2 separate regions of the Manis pentadactyla genome follow, and region 1 is linked to region 2. The links are chromatin contacts, called in public Hi-C maps. All regions are on one chromosome and are shown on one strand. Each heading gives the region's core, a stretch centred on a gene start, on an enhancer-like site or on the middle of the called end of the contact. The rest is flanking DNA. Distances are from core to core; before and after follow the strand shown. Region 1 holds the start of PDS5A (PDS5 cohesin associated factor A). Region 2 holds the start of UBE2K (ubiquitin conjugating enzyme E2 K).

Region 1 (3,025 bases), core at 383-2,882, 240 kb after region 2:
AATTTTTTAAATGCTTTTTGTGCTGATTTTAAATCAGTCCTCCTCAAAAGTTGATGAAAACAGGAATCTTCCTAAACAAATTATTGCTTACATTTAAGGTTGCAAGCTGCTATTAACATTGTTCTCATAGATATTTCCTGAAAAAAACTTTAAAAATACTTGAATTCCTATGCTTGAAATACAGTAACATTTCAAGCACACATACTCCTTTTAAGTTCCTATAATGGTTACATCTCTACAGAACTTACTATTCAAAGATATAGTCAATATCTTTCAGAGAAGTCAAATACCTTTCAGAGAAGTCAAAGAGAAGATGGTAAGACACCTTAGAAAAGCTGGTAGGCGAAACTCTAAAGGCCAGGCCTAGCAGTGCAGTAATACAACACGAGAGATCATCTACTACAAACGTCTTAAGAGTGAATGTTCTGTCCAGACGCTTACCTTCAGTCGTTTGATCATTTCGTCGGTGGTGATCTTGTCGGTGATTTCCTTTACCCCGGGAGGGTAAGCGATCTTCCCATCTGCGCTCACGACGCCACAGAGGGCACTGGCAGGCTTGGGCTGCGCGGTGAAGTCCATCCTGGGGGACAACTTTTCTTTCACAGTCCTCTACCGGCCTCTATCGGTCAGAAAACAAAAGTTCAGCGGGAAAGGGGCGACTTTGTAACCTCTTTTTTTCATTTCAAAAATCTCTAATCTGCAAAGGGCTCTTTCTCCCAGGAGGCCCGGGACTCGTTAGCGGCCCCGCTGCCCTCTCCCTCCTCAGGTCTGGACCCTGGTGGCCGCCCCACCGCCCCCACCCACGCGGGCCACGCCACCCCCGGGCCCACTGGGCTCTCCGGCAGCAGCCGCCACCGCCGCGGGAAGCGCCGAGCCGCTCCAGGAGTTTCCCATTCCGTTTTTCACAATGAAATCCACTCCCAGGCACCGAAGCCCTAAGTTTGGCGGCGTTGGCAGCCTGGCGAGGCCCTAAAGGCCCCCGCTCGGCCCCAGAAAAGCCCAGAGTCCGCACCCGACTGGTCCCCTCTGGGAAAGGGGACGCGAGGCCTATAAGGCTCGGCTTAGGCCGCAAAACTAGGGAACCCACCGGACCCACATGCAGCGGCGGCTCCCAAGATTGAACGCCCTTGCCGGGCCGAGGTTCGGGACCCTCGGCATCCCTGCCACGCTCCCGCCCCTCCCCTGTCCCGTGGGAGGGGAAAACAAGCCGCCCTCACCCCAAACCTCACGCCAGGAAGCGGCTGACGCGGCTCCGCACTTCACATTTTGTTCCTTCAACTTCGGCTGAGGCACCCCAGCGGCTTCGCTCGCCCCGCAGCCACTAGGCGCCGTCCGGCGCCGCCGAGGCCTCCCCGACACCTCCGGGCAGCCCCGCTGGGCCTCGGTTCCGAGCGCCGCCCCCCCCCCCCCCACTCCGGTCTCCCCTTCCGTCCTCTCCCTCCAGCAGCCGAGGGCGGGAGCCGAGCCGCCGCCGCAGCCGCCGCCTTTACCTCCTCCTCCTCATGCGGGCGGAAGGTGCATCGAGCGCCAGGGCCTCTGTCAGGTGGTTGCGTCGCCGCCCCTCGTTGGGCTGCACACAAAGCGGCTCCGCGGGTCCCGCCGACGCCGACGCCCGCTCCGGAGCAGCGCTGGGGCTGGCGGTGCCGAGGAGGAGCAGCCGCCGCGGGGGGAGACGCGGGGCGAGCGTGTGCTGGGCGGGGAGACACTGCCGCTCTCCGTCTGGCCGAGGAAGAGCAGCCTCGGAGAACGCTCCTCCGAGAGCGTGTGCGCGTGTCTACCCGGGACCCCCGAAGCCCGCCCGCCCGCCTGCTCCTCGCGCCGGCCGGGTCCGCCGACCCGGACACGGACGCCCCTAGCAGCGGCGCGCGCCCGGCCGTAGGTGCTCTGGGAGCCGGCGCCTCGCGCACACACGGCCGGTCACGCGAGCGGTCCGAGAGCACGCGAGAGCAGGGCGCGCGCCTCGCTCCCTCCCCTTCCTCCGCCGGCCGAGCCTCCGCCTCCCTCGGGCCTGAAGCGGCCGCGCGCCGGTCGAACAGCGCCGCCATCCGGTTGGCGCCAAGCCCTGCTGCGCGGTGCATTTCGCGGAGGACCGGACCCGGGGAGCGGAGGAGGAGCTCTGGTGGCGGCGGGAAGCTGGCCAGGTCCCCGCGGCCCTCTGGGCACGCAAGACGAACAGAGCTTTATGTACCACTTATGCCACTGAGACAACTTTTGGGGCTCCTCATGAGGGACGTGGATGGAATTCGTTGAAAGACGGTAATTATTCGGTGAAAATGAACTGATTTCTTCCCCGGGGACAGCAAATCTGCACACTGAGGAAAAGTTTTGCAACATGGCACAGCGTGAGCTGCTCATTCTTCCTTGTGACAGCACCGGGGTTTGCCTTCCCCTCTTTAGATTTCTAAACTTAATGTTTTGAAAGCTGCAAAATATGAAAATAGCATCAAGTCAAGTAGTTCTCAAAGAATGGTCTGTATCATAAGTTACTGGGCTCCACTCACAAACCTAGAGAATCAGGATCTCTGAGAGTGGAACCCCAAAATAAGGATGTTTACAAATAAATCAATTGCTATGGAGGAAAATAAAGTAGAGATGAGGGCGGAGGTACATTGGCCTTTGGAAGGATTTGGGCTTATACTCTGAGGTTGGGAGTTATTGGAGTATTTGAAACAGAGAAGTAACATGGTATAATTTATGCTCTATGAGCTAGGCAAACTTGGAGAAATTATTTAATCTTTCTGAACCACATTTTCCTCATCTGTAAAACAGGGATAATAGTTTCTATCTCAGAGGGTCATTATATGAGGAATAAATAAATTAACATTTGTAAACTGCCTGGAATAGTAACTGACACTTACTAAACTCCACGTAAATTTTTTAAACTATAAAATTAAAGAATCACGCTAACTTCTGGCTTGAAAATAATGTAGTGTAACGTAAGTGTAGAAGTAGGTGTATCTCCAGGGGGGGAGTTCCAGGGCAAAATACCTTTGAAGCTGAAATCAGTCAAAGGGAGAAATAAAGC
Region 2 (3,075 bases), core at 554-3,053:
ATAGAATTTCAGGGCTAATGATTATGGGCATTTAGAAATTTCCAAAATTCTCCCCCAAAGTAATTACCGTACTTCCAAGTTGTCTCCCTGTGATTTCAGAGTTCAAGTTTCTCTGAAGTTCCAGAATTTAGATTGGGAACTGAATGAAGGTAATCAATTTAAAGTACTCAAAACTTTTTCACACTTCAAAATAATTATTTTAATGTACCACCATAAATAAATATAGCATTGCATGATTTACATTATGCCAATAATTCATTGTACCATGATCCAAATATAGTTGGTTCCTCTGAGGACCACTAGGGGGCTCTGCTGGAAGGGTTTTTATAATTTATGTCAGTCTGTTGAGGGAAATGTTCCCAGATGATGCTTTAGACTTCTAAACTGTTAAACCTTAAAAGAGATCATATAATTCAGCTTTCTTATTTGGCAGATGAGGAAACCAAGGTTGGCAAAGAGAGCTGACATGAAGGAGAGCTGGAATAAAAATTCCCTTTGTTCCTGTGGTGAGTTTTTTTTGTCTTGTGCCTCCACTGAATGTTTCATTACCAATGGCTATTTCCTTTTCTGCTGCTACAAATTTAGTAATTTTTGGTGAGACTATGTATTTATGATATTTTTCTAATAGGATACTTTACTAGTGGTTAGGTGAAAGAAGTGTGTGAAACATAAACTTCTAATACCTTTGTTACTTACTCCAAAATGTTGTATTCAGATTACCTCTCAGCACCAAAGCCAACTGCTTATCCTAGCAACCATTTTCAAATTTCCTTTCAAACTTACTTTCCACTTAAACCATTTCATTCTTATCTTTACTCATTTATTCATTCAGTATTTATTGTCTACAAGCATCAGGCATTATTGTTGGCTCTAGGCTTACAGAAGCAAAGCTGCCCCCATTCCCGAAACATCTATTTATCCATTTTTCACTTCAATATACAAACTATTTTCAGATGTCTTAGTGTAGTGGTTCTCGTAGTGTGGTCACTGAACCTGCAGAAGGAAAAAAGTCATCTGGGAACTCGTTAGAAATGCAAATTATTACTTCCACCCTATACTCTAGGGATGGGGGCCCAGCAGCAGTATTTTTAAACAAGCTTCCCAGGGATTTTGATGTACACTCGGTTTTAGTTTGGAGGCTCGTTATTATCTAAGTAAGTCAAAAATCCACATCTGGCTTCTAAATCCATCTCAGGCATGTCCATGGAGAACCCGTCTCAAATACTTGTGGTGGGACCCAACAGTGACAATACTTAATTCAATGATTTGTAGTACCTGTAATGATCGTAGTAAAATAGTGGTACTACAGTGGCTTCAGAACAAAAACGGACCGCTCTACACCAGGAGAAAATGGGCCAGACTGAGTTCCGGGATAGTGTTTTCATAGTATCATTGAGCCCGCGGGCTCTCTGGCTGAGTCAGGGAGGCGCTCCAAACCGAAAGAGGCCACATGACTCCGTTAAATTGGACTGGAGCCTCCAGTCACACGCCGGGTACTAGAAGCCCAAGCTTACCACGTTGGTTTGAAAAAGGGAGGAGGCAAAGAGGAGGACCCGAGAAGACCGGGCAGGACTGTCGAGCGCGGAAGCCGCACCCTCCAGGCCCCAGACGTTGGCAGGGCGGAGCCAAGCGGCCGTAGCTCCAGCAGAGACGCCCGTCGCGTCGCGTCGCGGGCTCGCCACTGAGGCGTATGGGGGCTACAACGAGAGCGGCTGCGCCGCTGGGCCGGATCAGCGTCGTGCGCATGCGCGGATCCGGCGCCATTTTGGTGGCCGGGCGCGGAGGTGATTCCACAGTGAGAACTCGGCGGCCGGGTTGGCAGTGGCAGCGTTCGTGTGCTTGGGTGTGAATCGTCGAGGGAGGAGGCGGTGGAGGAAGAGGTGGCGGCGGTGGCGGTGGTCGTAGCGGTGGCGGAGGAGGCGGGTACGAATCAGCTGCGGGCGGAGACATGGCCAACATCGCGGTGCAGCGAATCAAGCGGGAGTTCAAGGAGGTGCTGAAGAGCGAGGAGGTCAGAAATGAACTCCCGGACATCCCCCACCTCAGCCCGGGCGGGAGGGCCCTTCCGGGGGCGACCCCCACGTCTCTCGTAACCCTGGTGGCCCTCCTCACGGCTGCCCTCCTGCCTGTGGGGAGGCAGCAGTATCTCTCTCCTTCCGCCGCCTTCCCCTCCCTCCCTTCCCGGGGCCCTGGGATGGACGGTCTCGCAGCGGGTGGTCTGGTTAGGAGCACGGTGTAGGGGGCAGATGGAGAAGGGGACACTGCTCGGCACGGTGAGAACACCCCTGGGCAGTGGCACCCGCTGGAAGTGTGGCTGTAGGGCGGGGAGGTAGCAGGCCGAGCCTGAGGAAACCCGGGAAGTGGGTTGGGGGAAGGGGAAAGGTGGTAACTGGATCCGGAGAGCCGCGCTGTTCAAAGACCTGCACTTTTGAGGGTATTCTGAATTACAGTCTGTCAGGCCTCCACTGCCCTTTTAGGGAAGAAAAGATGAAAGTCCTTACTTATTGATGAAAGGAGAAGAACGTTCAGAGTTATTCCCTCTTAGTTGGGTGTTGGGAGAGAAGGGGAGACATAATGGGATACTATCTTATTTGAGTGGGATATAAGGGAATTTTCACTTGAGATGGGAAATTAATTCCAATTAGACCATTATGTCATTTCCATTTACCCCCAATTCTTAGGCCTCTTTTGTATTGACATCTAAAGCTTTTTAACTAAGTAAAGACAAGTTGTTCTGTGTATTAAAGGCATTTAAACATTTTTTTTTTTGCTAGGAAAATATAATGGAGTGTATGAGTAGTTTATTTTAAAATACTGTTAACAAGTTACGGGTCAGAGAGTCTCTCCTTAGACAATGTCTCTTTGACTCTGTTGTGTTGTGTCATGAAACTTCATTATGATGTCCCTCACAGTTAATTTGATTCATACTTTTGAAAAACAGCCCTATTAAAAACATGGGATTTCACCAGATTAAATACATTGTTTTATCTCCTTATTAAGTGAGTAGGTTTATCCCAACTTAAATACTGTGTATTGGCCTCACTTATTTAAAGATATTCAGGATGTTCTAGTAAT

The links. A called contact is a pair of places that touch in the nucleus more often than the background predicts.
Region 1: a contact with region 2 is called in a Hi-C map of skin fibroblasts, with 5 times the contacts expected there. The contact joins the promoter of PDS5A here to the promoter of UBE2K in region 2. A contact is called at or near these places in 2 of 3 Hi-C or Micro-C datasets (blood and skin fibroblasts).

Annotation. Positions count from the first base shown.
Region 1 is chr5:33,281,722-33,284,746 of mManPen7.hap1, forward strand. It overlaps PDS5A (PDS5 cohesin associated factor A), which reads right to left and starts at 1,633. Exons shown (of 33, transcript XM_036908506.2): 1 at 1,491-1,633; 2 at 442-619. The coding sequence starts at 579.
Region 2 is chr5:33,036,664-33,039,738 of mManPen7.hap1, forward strand. It overlaps UBE2K (ubiquitin conjugating enzyme E2 K), which reads left to right and starts at 1,804. Exons shown (of 7, transcript XM_036908505.2): 1 at 1,804-2,011. The coding sequence starts at 1,949.